Regions from separate parts of the Mus musculus genome. Here regions 1, 3 and 4 are each linked to region 2. Evidence: chromatin contacts called from public HiChIP or PLAC-seq and promoter capture Hi-C data. All regions are on one chromosome and are shown on one strand. The core of a region is the stretch at or near the end of the contact, and the rest is flanking DNA. Distances in the headings are between cores, read along the strand shown. Region 1 has its middle 6.3 kb from the start of Gm45181. Region 2 holds the start of Fadd (Fas (TNFRSF6)-associated via death domain). Region 3 has its middle 28 kb from the start of Gm45181. Region 4 has its middle 43 kb from the start of Gm46023.

What was found. Promoter capture Hi-C pulls out the DNA fragments that hold promoters and counts their contacts. HiChIP or PLAC-seq counts read pairs in DNA pulled down with a chosen protein or histone mark.
Region 1: a contact with region 2 is called in a promoter capture Hi-C map of embryonic stem cells, with 2.2 times the contacts expected there. The contact joins the enhancer-like site here to the promoter of Fadd in region 2. A contact is called at or near these places in 7 of 39 promoter capture datasets (the 3T3-L1 cell line, the C10 cell line, the HPC-7 cell line and 4 more).
Region 3: a contact with region 2 is called in an H3K27ac HiChIP or PLAC-seq map of embryonic stem cells, with 5 read pairs. The contact joins the enhancer-like site here to the promoter of Fadd in region 2. A contact is called at or near these places in 2 of 39 promoter capture datasets (the 3T3-L1 cell line and frontonasal cranial neural crest) and 3 of 115 datasets of contacts at active chromatin or transcription factors (astrocytes, bone marrow-derived macrophages and embryonic stem cells).
Region 4: a contact with region 2 is called in a promoter capture Hi-C map of liver, with 1.8 times the contacts expected there. The contact joins the enhancer-like site here to the promoter of Fadd in region 2. A contact is called at or near these places in 9 of 39 promoter capture datasets (the 3T3-L1 cell line, the C10 cell line, the HPC-7 cell line and 5 more), 2 of 484 Hi-C or Micro-C datasets (the G1E-ER4 cell line and double positive thymocytes) and 3 of 115 datasets of contacts at active chromatin or transcription factors (bone marrow-derived macrophages, large pre-B cells and pancreatic cancer cells).

What each region holds. Positions count from the first base shown.
Region 1 is chr7:145,171,889-145,174,588 of GRCm38.p6, reverse strand. No RefSeq gene overlaps it. Among named protein-coding and RNA genes, the nearest start is that of Gm45181, 6.3 kb to the right of the region's middle. Within about 2 kb of position 1,323, at least 33 of the 459 cell types and tissues checked have an H3K27ac peak or open chromatin away from gene starts, as enhancers often do. A contact at or near this core is called in embryonic stem cells, where this site is marked.
Region 2 is chr7:144,581,111-144,583,810 of GRCm38.p6, reverse strand. It overlaps Fadd (Fas (TNFRSF6)-associated via death domain), which reads left to right and starts at 1,370. Exons shown (of 2, transcript NM_010175.6): 1 at 1,370-1,707. The coding sequence starts at 1,422.
Region 3 is chr7:145,137,989-145,140,688 of GRCm38.p6, reverse strand. No RefSeq gene overlaps it. Among named protein-coding and RNA genes, the nearest start is that of Gm45181, 28 kb to the left of the region's middle. Within about 2 kb of position 1,413, at least 26 of the 459 cell types and tissues checked have an H3K27ac peak or open chromatin away from gene starts, as enhancers often do. A contact at or near this core is called in bone marrow-derived macrophages and embryonic stem cells, where this site is marked.
Region 4 is chr7:145,110,307-145,113,006 of GRCm38.p6, reverse strand. No RefSeq gene overlaps it. Among named protein-coding and RNA genes, the nearest start is that of Gm46023, 43 kb to the right of the region's middle. Within about 2 kb of position 1,391, at least 291 of the 459 cell types and tissues checked have an H3K27ac peak or open chromatin away from gene starts, as enhancers often do. A contact at or near this core is called in the HPC-7 cell line, bone marrow-derived macrophages, double positive thymocytes and 4 more, where this site is marked.

The sequences.
Region 1 (2,700 bases), core at 74-2,573, 590 kb before region 2:
ACTCAGAGTCCCCATGGGGCTGACTATTAACAATGGTGGCCTTAGTGCTGACGGTGACTCAGGTGGTAGAGAGCCTAGTGTGCATGAGGACCTGGGTTTCATCTTTAGTACTGCACAAACCAGAAACTGGATGTGGAGTATGCCCCTGTTGTCTCAGCACTCAGGAGGCTGAGTCAGAAGGATTGCCAGGAGTTCATAGCTACAGAGAGCAATCCTGTCTCACTAGGAGTGGTACTGAATCCGCAGTGGAGGGAGGAGGCTCCCTCTAATCAGACCTTTGTTTCTTCTGTAGGGCTTAGTGGGCTGCGGGTTTGGTGAGGTCTGATGGCCTGGAATGTCCCCTTTACCCAAACTAGAGGTTGTTCTCCTTTCTCTTCTGTTCTCCAAGCCTGTACTTCAGGATACCGATGACAGTATGTATTTGTCATGGAGGTGCCATGCCACTTGCCAGAGGTCCCATCTCTTCTCTGCTCATTTTAGGCTACACCACGGGGGTACAGGGGTCCCAGCCTCCAGCTGTAGTGTTCTTTTCCTGTTCTTTGCTTACGCAGTTTCATTCCAAACCTGACCTTCAGTCCTATTTTCTCAGGCCTGGGAGAGGGGCTATTCCCCAAAATGAAGGGTGGCACTGGAAGAGCTAAAGAGGGCTGATGTTTGCCTGGGGTCAGGTGGGAGGTGGGTCTGGCCTGCACCATGACAGCAACAGGTTGGCTCCAAACAGACTTGAGGGGGGGGACTGCTTGGTGGCGGCCTCTGGGGCTGTGAGACGTTTGTCCCCATCCTGTCCCGCGGCACAGTTATGATGCGTGAGCTTTCAGTAGATATGACAGCCGCCGGCGGGGGTCCCTGGCCCCTGTCCACGGCTCCACACTTGACTCAGAGTTCATTGGCCCGAACTAATGTCCCCGATGCAAGTCTGTGGACATAACATTCGGGGTGGACGCCGGCTTTTCTTCTTCCCTTTCTCTTAATACATTAAACATGCATTACTGGAGTTCTAACCGGCTCCTCTGACAGCTGTGGAAAAAAAATAAAGAAAATTCGGTTTGAACTTAAAAAGCTGGGGTTTAATTTATGTCCCACCTTTGTCTCTCCGGCCCTTTTCCCTCTTCCGATGGAAAGGCCCCAGGGGGCAGGAGACAGAGGCTGGGCAGGGCCACCCCACGTGGCCCTGCACTGCCTAGCCCTTAATAGGGGCGCCCAGTGGCCAACACGGAGGGGAGTTTTCAGATGGAAATGGGACAAACAATGCGGTCATCTGTCCTACAATCTGTTTTGAAGGGGAAAGAAAGCTCGGCAGAGGGGCGAGGCTGGCTGTACTGGGGAGGCTCCTCTTGGGGAGCCATAGAGGCAGACAGATGTCATGAATACTGATGTGGATGGCGGTCTGCTCAGCAGAGACTCGCCAAGGGCAGAGTGTTGGGAGAAAGCTTCCATGGCGTGGCTGTGCGCAATGAGGGTGGCCTGCCTGCACCCTGGGCCCCAGCTGCCTTTTCTTCCCTCCCTCCCTCCCTCCCTCCCTCCCTCCCTCCCTCCCTCCCTCCCTCCCTCCCTCCCTCCCTCTTTCCATTCTTCCTCTACCTTACTTCTTGCCTCCTATCAATCCTTCCTCCCTCCCTCCCTTCCCCCTCCTTCTCTTTCTTCCCTCTCTCTTCCACTTTCTCCTTCCTTCTCTCCCTCTTGCCCCTCCCCCTCAGGGGGGTCCTTATGATTAAGAATCCTTTTCTTTCTTTCTTTCTTTCTTTCTTTCTTTCTTTCTTTTTTTTTTTAGAGCAGGACTCACAGAAAGTTCTGGCAACTTTGGCACTGAAGCTAAGATGAGAGGCAGCAAGGTGCTACCCTTAGCTTGGGATGTGGGAAAGCCCTCCTCCTAGGCCTCCTCTCAGATGCCTTCCTGAAGTGGGGAAGGAAGAGGCAAGTTTCTGGAACTCTGGGCTTCCATGGAAACCTCAGAAACCTATCAGTCCGAGGTCAAAGCATACTGGACAAAGGTAGCAGTTGTATGAGACTAGATCCTGTGGAGCTCTGACTGTGTGCTAGAGGTATAGAACCCAGGAGGCTGCGGCAGGCTGCTAGCCAAAGCCTGTTCTCACAGACAGGTGAGGATGGAGAGTAGCCATGGCTAAGACCCTTGTTGGGGCTGGAGCCCCCCAGGGAGGAAAATGCCTGCCCTAGCTTTTCATCTCATACTGATCTGCCATCTCTGTGAGGTAGGCAGGACAGTACCAGGCCTCTCATTCACAGATGAGGAAACTGAGGCTCAGAGGAGAGGAGAGAGACAAATTCAGAGGCCCACCAGACGGGGACTTTGGCTGCAGGCACCTAGTTCCAAGGTGAGGTTCACTCCATCTGAGGGACCCACGAGAATTCTGGGTGTGAGTGACTCCCCTGGAACCTGAGAGGAGACCGAGAGAGGCCTCTCCAGGTCCTTCCAGGAATACAGCCTTCGTGTATGCTTGATTGACACTCCTGTAGCGCTAGGCTTGACTGAGCTCTGGGGTGCTACTGAAGGAGCCAGCTTCTTTCCTCCAGCTCCTGAGGCTGCACAGAGGCCCCGCAGGCAGGACTGTGGGAGGTGCTGGCTGTGGAGCAACTCAGAGACATAAGCCACCATCCTCTGGTGCACCTGTGTTCAGCAGACAAGCATTGAGTGCTTCCTGTATACAAGCTTCTTGCTGGTGACCTGTAATGTGAATCTGA
Region 2 (2,700 bases), core at 121-2,620:
GTCTGTAGTTACAGACAGTTGTAAGCAGTCCTGCATAGTTGTTTGCAACCAGACCCAGATCCTCTGGAAGAGTAACAAACGCTCTTAACCTCGAGCCACCTTTCCAGCCCCATTTGTCATTCTATACAGCCTCAGCTGTCTGTCTGGGCTACAGCGTGAGACCCTGTCTCAAAAATCAACCAAAGCACTGAACTTTAAATGGGTGAATTATAAGTCAATCTAAAAAAATATAAGTCAACCCTGCTGGGTATGCTGTGCATAACTGCGCCCCACTAACCTGGAGCTCAGCCATTCAGCTAGAGTGCCTGGCCACTGAGCACCAGGAATCCATCTGTCTCTGCCAAAGTTGGGGTTTCAGATGGGCACCTCCTTGTTCGTCTTTTTATGTGGACACCAGGATCTGAGCATGGGTCCTCAAGCTTGGGCAACAGGCACTTTTTAACTCATGAGCAGTACTTGGGTGTGGCTGTGGAATCAGTGTATTGTTAACGAAAGCTCAAAGCAGGGCAGTTAGTGTCTCTACAACCTCCGGCACACATCAACTTTTTCTGATGACAATATTCCAAATCCTCTCTTCTACTCATTTTAATATACATATTATTGGCCTGGGGGAATGGATTGGCGGTTAAGAGCACTGTGTTGCTCTCACGGAGAACCTGGATCCACACAAGAGTTCACATCCAAACGGAACTCTAGTCCTAGGGGTATCCATGCCCTTTCCTGTCCTCCGTGGGCACTTGAAGACCTGTAGGAGCACTAAACCACCTACAAATGCTCATACATATACCAAGGAATATTTAATGGTTTTTATATGTACGAGTATTTTGTCAGCATACCACAAGTGTGCTTGCCAGAAGAGGATGTCAAAGCCCCTGGAACTGGAATTACAGATGGTTGTAAGCCATCATGTGAGTGCTGGGAATTGAATTCGTGAAGGTCCTCTGTAAGAATTGCCAGTGCTCTTAACCCCTGAACTGTCTCTCCAGCCCATAAGTAACTCCATCCATCTCTCTCTCTCTCTCTCTCTCTCTCTCTCTCTCTCTCTCTCTCTCTCTCTCTCTTTCCTTCTTTCCGGTGATAGAACATGATCTGGCAGCCGTAGGCATCTGCAGCTGCTCTTCCAGCCCCCCCCCACACAGTAGGGCTGCGCAGCTCCTCAGAGCCCCAAGAGGATCCACGTTACACTTCTGGTGAACAAGATCTGTTCTGCCTCGGGGTGAGAAACGCGCGCGTAAGCTGAAGTCAACGCAGCTCAGCTGTCAAAGCTACTACAACAGCGGATGCCAGCCCGGGCGGAAGCGGTTACAGCCACATCCGAAGCGCATGCGTCTGATTTGGACATCCCGCGAGACGCTGGGCGGGAAAGCCTAAGGTGATTTCCTATGTGGGATCGCTGAGGGGCAGCCCGGCGTACCACTGCCATGGACCCATTCCTGGTGCTGCTGCACTCGCTGTCCGGCAGCCTGTCGGGCAACGATCTGATGGAGCTCAAGTTCTTGTGCCGCGAGCGCGTGAGCAAACGAAAGCTGGAGCGCGTGCAGAGTGGCCTGGACCTGTTCACGGTGCTGCTGGAGCAGAACGACCTGGAGCGCGGGCACACCGGGCTGCTGCGCGAGTTGCTGGCCTCGCTGCGCCGACACGATCTACTGCAGCGCCTGGACGACTTCGAGGCGGGGACGGCGACCGCTGCGCCCCCGGGGGAGGCAGGTGGGCAGGGGGCGGGGAATGGGCGGGGAGGCCTGGCCTCAGTGCACCCTCCACTGGCTCCGACTGGGATGGACTCTAGGGCACGCCCACTTTTTTCAACCGCTTGAGCCGGAAGCTGGGAGGTCTTGTTTCTTACTGGCAGTGCCAAGGTTGAACCCAAGGGTTCGTGCCACTTGCCCAACCCCAGTATTAACTCGCCTCAGACCTGCAGTGCTTCGTTGGAAAACTCAGCTAAGAAGTGAATGTGACTAAGGCATCTTAACCCCAGTGAGGGTAGCGTTGAAGAGTGGGCAGAGGTCACGTGTGCCGGCTGCTCGGCACCATTTCCGTAGTGGGAGTGCCTGTGTCCAAGACTGCCCTTCCTGGCCAAGGAAAGATTGCGCGGCGGCTGTGCTCTCTGGTCCAGAGTGCAGTGTCTGGTTATCGGCAGTTACTTCTGTTTTGCGTAGAGAGGAGGCGCTATGCCTCCCCATAACGCACAGTGGATAGCAGCCACAGCTGAGCAACACCAGGCTGGCCTTGGGATGTAGATACAGATTAAGCATATATTAGACACTTGATCACTTGTGACAAATACTCGAGAAGCCATTTAAAGGGGCAAAGGTTTATTTAGTTCCTGGTTGGTTGTCACCGTTGCTCTTTGTCTACAGTGACACAGAACATCAAAGCAGCTGGAGGGCCTGTGGAGTAAAGCTTCCCACTGCCGGTGTGTGCAAGATCCACACGAAAATGGATTGTGTATTCACATCTCCAAGGCATTCCAATGTTTGTTATTGTTACAGGAATCCAGTAAAGGGTCTTCAGCCACTGCCCAGGGCTCCCTACAGAGATTACACCTTGCCTGTGTCTAAGCAGGGGCTCCAGAGTAGCACAGAGACAGATCTTTTGTGGTGTCTGGTCAAACCAGCAAAGGTCACAGTGTAAGATGTAGCTTTGGGGACTTTGGCCAACCCACTATTGAGCGGGGTGTTAGGGCAGCCCTGCTTTTTCCCT
Region 3 (2,700 bases), core at 164-2,663, 560 kb before region 2:
GAGGTCATTGGAACTTCTCATGGTTGCTATGATCAGAACTGTTCTTCCCCCCAACCCCTCAATTCACACGCTGAGGTTCTGGTCTTCAGTTCCCTACACTGTCACTATGTTTGGAAAGAACCATTGATGAAGTTAGGTAAAAGTTAGGTCTTTGTGTCAGGCCAGAGAAATTAGTCTTTATAAGAACAGGACCTGGGTGCGTTCAGAAGACAACCATAAGAGGGCACAGAGAGAAAGTGCTCTAGACAAGTGATGAATACCTACCTCAGGAGGCTCCATCCCTGCAGCACCCTGGTGAGACTCACGACTTCTGTTAAGCCTCCTGGCTATATCAACTACATATGTCTATAGTGTCCTGGTTTTGAACTTGGGCTCTTGTCTTGGTAGTGCTATTTCAAGAGGTTCTAAAATTTTGGAAGATGGGATCTACCTAGAGGAAGTAGATCACAGGAGTTGGGTCCTTGGGAGATCTGATTCATGGCCCTTTCTTGTCTCTCACTGTGTTTTCTGTCCACCATGATGCAAACTGCCTCCCCATCACTTGTTTTTACTACCATAATGTTCTGTCCAAGTACACAGACTAAGCAGTCATGCATAGAATAGAGCCCCCTGAAACCATGAGCCAAAACATATTGTTCCCATCCCCTGCAAGCTGTGCTCTCGGACAATTTGGTCAAAGCTACCCAAAATAACCAGTGTAAAGAACTGATGCTGAGAAGTAATGCAGATGCTGTAACCAAACCTGGCCATGTTGTGTATCAGCCTTTGCAACCAATTTGCTAAATCAATCTAAAAGAGGTTAGAGCTGCTGATTAGAGGAAGCCCAGAGTACTGCAACGATCTTGCGAAAGCTCAGAAGATCAGATGCTGACAGGAATGGAGAGAGCTGAGACTCATGAGGTTTCAGATGGGAACAGGAGTCCCTGGGATTGGACAAGTGGCCCTTCACATAATGTGGAGGAATTATTCCTCACTGAAACGTGACATTTTGAGTGAGGTTGAATTTTAAACACTAGCTCAGAGGAAGGACTTTTTAAGGCAGTGTGGTGTGTGGCTGTGGCATGGACATTGCATACTGTGTTTAGCCAGCTTTACACTGAAGAGAGAGAGAGAGAGAGAGAGAGAGAGAGAGAGAGAGAGAGAGAGAGAGAGAGAGAGAGAGAGAGCAAAGAGAGCGCAATGAGAGTTGGAAAGAAGGGCAGGTTTAAAAACTGTAGAGTTTGGCCAGAAAATGAGAGCATTCAAAGTTTTATACAAGTAGGGTGTGGTTGTTAAAGAGATTAGCATCTTTAAAAAGAAGTCAAGTACTTTGAATCAGGACAATAGCAAAGATGTCTTAAGGGCGTCTCAGGAATTAGCTGGACCCCACCCATCCCAGGCTTTTCCTTGAGAAGAGTGCACCCAGGAGGCACCTTGCTCACACACAGCTGCCTGGAAAGTTGTTTGCCCATGATTCATTTCACTGTGCTCAGAGACACAGGCACTAGGAGGCTGCTGCACTTGTGGTCTACAGAGGTCTGGCTGCTACTATACTGGTGGTGACCTTGACATTGTTCTCATCACACTGGTTTTGCAGAAAGCAAGGGTGAAGGGAGAATGGGGGGTTGTACCCAAGTTTCAAAGGAAGACTTGGGAGTGGCGGGGCCAGAATCCCTGCGAGCAGGTCCCTTCTCCCTGAAAGAGTGTATATGGAGCTATATGATGGAGCCTAAGCTATGACAGAGACCCCAGGAATACAGAACATCTGGCCCGCAAGGGAAACAGCAGTCAGTAGGTAGAGCTGGTCCAAGAGTGAGGCTGCAGGGTTCGTAAATAGCAAGATGGTAGCAGTGAGCTTCCAGACCCACTGGAGTTTACTAAGGCATCGTATTCCCAGAGAGGCCTACCTCTCCCACTCATTGTCTGCTGTGGTGATCCTGTGAGAGCCAAAGTTATGTTCTAATTTTTAACTACTGTGCTTAAGAGATCCATGGAACAAAAATGCCTCTAACTTGTAAGCCCCACTCCCCTACCCAAGGACAGATATCTCCTGAAATGCTGGAGGCTAATGTTTATGGAATATAACACGCCATGTGTTTCCATCCCCCGCCCCCAAATTTGTTTGACCCAACTGCACTGGATATACTTGATCACATGTAGGCTGGAGATACATAGGCAGGAAAGATGCCAGGATGTATGCCTTCCCCTGATTGGACTTGAAAAATACTGTGACTTTATGGGGTCACCATTTTCTGGGAACCCAGGAATGACCTGGCCAGAGTCCTGGCTAATATTTAATTAAAGCTTGCTTCAAATTTGGCTCATAATTACAGTAGTGGTCTTATTCTTGACTGGTGGGATTAGCAATCCTCCTTTACCTTGCCCTTTAGAATAGAAATGTCTATCACTGTATATTGGTTGTAGGTTAACTTGCTTTTTAAATTTTTTACTGGGGTTCACAGCTGAGAGCTGCCTTCAGTCTTAGAGATTTAGAACTTGTTGGGACATTTTGTTTGTTTGTTAACAATGTTGTGGGCTAGAGAGATGACTCAGCCATCAAGAGTGCTTACTGCTCTGACATGAGGACCTTTGGTTGGACCACAGCACCAGAATGATCATAAATGCAGGTAACACCAGCTCTGGGGTCTGACTCCCTCTTGTGGCCTCTGTGGGTACCTGCACACACACAAGCATATACACTCACACACATACACAAAAACA
Region 4 (2,700 bases), core at 142-2,641, 530 kb before region 2:
GGTCTGGGAGTGAAGCTCTGGGGTGCAGCTTCTGTGCACCTCAGGCGAGCCTGGGGAAGAGAAGATGGAGAGCTGTGGAGAAAGTGTCAGAGCTGGGCAGAGGCTGCATGCCACCCGTGACTGTGGAACCTGCAAGTACTTGATAAGGACTAGCCATTGTCATGGGCACATGACCCAGCTATGACTACCTCTGACCCCCACAGTCCCAGCCTCATGAGATTCATGGGCCCTGTGGAGTGCTAGCACTTGCAGCTGGAAGCCAGACCAGACTGGGCCACTGCATTCCTAGCTTCTGTCAGGGTTTCTTTTCAAGATCCATGTCCTCACTGATAACTTCCTGTGTAGCTCATGCACAGCCTTGCCTCACCCTCAGGATGATACTGAGTTCTCCACCAACCTTGGCTCCTTCCCCTTTCTGTCTTTAACTGACAGTTTTTCCCTTGGCATCTACTATATATAGGCATGAGCCAGGTGCTAGCAATGTTCCAGATCTGGGCCCTCCCAGAACTTTCTCAGCTGGTCACAAGCTCAGCAGTCTCTAGTTCTGTGCTGGCCTTTGGTAGTGTTCCCTGAAGAACTGCAGAATTGGGGCTCTGAGGCAGAAGCTGGCTAGGGGAAAGAGTGCTGCAATCCATTAGTAATGTCTGTCATGTGCACAGGAAGGCAAGTATGGCTCCTGCTCTCTGAAGAATCATCATCACCTAGCCAGGCCTATAACATGCTTTTGACACTGCTGGATGCTATGCAGGGATGCATGGCTGTCCTGACCATGAGAAAATAGAATCTAGGGCCTTAGCTATTCACAGCCTGGTTTTCTATGATATCACACTATAAAACCCTGTCCCCTCTTTGCTTTGGCTGCTGGGAAGCTCAGAATGAAGTTTCATACTTGTTATTAGACAGCACAGTAGCCCAGGACACGAATCCTTCTGTCATCTGCCCCTGTGGGCTCTTTATCCTCAGGCTCTGCATCCCGTGGAGCAAGCCGGACACAAGTTATCAACTATAAATAAAACCAAGGCTTCCGTCCTGGCTTGCACTTGAGTTTCCTGGTGCATTTTTTTAAGTCCCTAGTCAACAGAGTTGGGGGGGGGGAGAACCTCCTAACGGAAGATGACATCACCATCAGCTGGCCTGAGGAACAGGCCCCAGCCCTGCAGGCGCGGGTGGACCCTGAATGCCCCCATTGTGAGGGGTAACTTCATCACACAAGTTCCAACGTGGTGGAGTCTCAAACGGGGTTCTGTGGTTTCTGCCCCTCTCAGGGGCGCACACACAGGCAGCTGCGGTTGCTCGGCTTCCTTTCGCGCTGCAGTCCTGGCCACTGGCCAGTGCAAGTGACCACCCCTTCCACCCTGAGTCACCATCATTCTCAACTCTGATTCAAGTTCCTTTAAAGGGACAGCAGGGCCAGGAGAGGGAAGCTGTTCAGGGGAAGAGGTGCTGGGGAGGGGGACAGAGACAAGAGGAAGCCTGCGGGTGCTCTGGCAGACGCCTGGGTGGAGGGGGTTTCCTGCCTCCCCCAAGCAAGTGGAGCCTGTGACTTCCCCAAAGTCTATAAAGCACGCAGCAGTTTTCCTCTCTGCCCTGACAATCCGGGGGCTCACAAGGCAGGCTCGGGCTTGATGGGCCTCCCCAATGTGTGTCCTGCCTGATCCAAGTCCTTGTTGTGGGCTTGCTGAACTTTCTTTTAGCCATCTGCAACTCTTCTGCTGCCTGCCCTCTGCTCCACTCGAAGTCCTGTCTCCTCCTAGGAGGTTCAGCGTTGCGTTCTGCCTGAAAAGCCTGGCTGGCCCTGCAACCCAAGCCAACAGCAACCCAAGACCCTGCTTCTGTTGCCTCCCACAATGCGGGTGGGGGGGATCCTACTGGCCAGGCCACAGCTCTTACCTGGTTTATTGCAGTTATTTACTAACTGCTTACCTATCGGTGCTTGGCCGCAAGGACGCCTAGCCACCCTGCCAAGTGTCCCAGACAGAGATGGGGAGTAGGCAGCTCTTCCCTGTGCACATGGGGCTGGAGGGGATCACAGGAGCAATGCAATGAACAGGTCATATTTGCAAGCCACTGCTGGAGCCCTGGCTCTGGAAACTAAAGAATGTCCTTTTCCTTTTTTCCCCCTTGTCTGTGACTCACACTTTCGTTTTGAAGTTCCCTCTGCCGTCTTTCCCCTGAGGTTATACAGTGGTCAAGGCAGAGCAGCAGGGCGTGGCCAGCGGCAGGAAGCTCAGCTTAAGTTTCATTCACAAAAATCCCCAAGGCCACAGGGGCTGGGGAGAAGGCTCTCAGTGGGCTAAGTGCTGGCCTTGCAAGGTGAGGGCTTTTGTTCAGACTCCCAGCAGTGGGTAGTGGCAGGCCTTGAGGGATAGAGATAGGCAGACCCTGGAGCTTGCTGGGCAACTGGTCTAGCCATTCAGTGAGCTGGGGGCCAAGGGTAGAGGGGTGAAGGCAGAAGGGTCCCTGGAGCATGCTGACTAACAGTCTGTCAGCCAAGTCAGTGAAAGATCCTGTCTGGAAAAATAAGGTGTCACACAAAAGAAAAGACACCTGACAGTGACCTCTGACTTCACACACTGATGTGCATGCATGTACATCCGACAGAGATAGACAGACAGAGAAACACACCTCCCCCTAAAATGCACAGATGCCCATCCATACACACACATCCATATACACATACTGGTCCCATGTCCTGCTGAG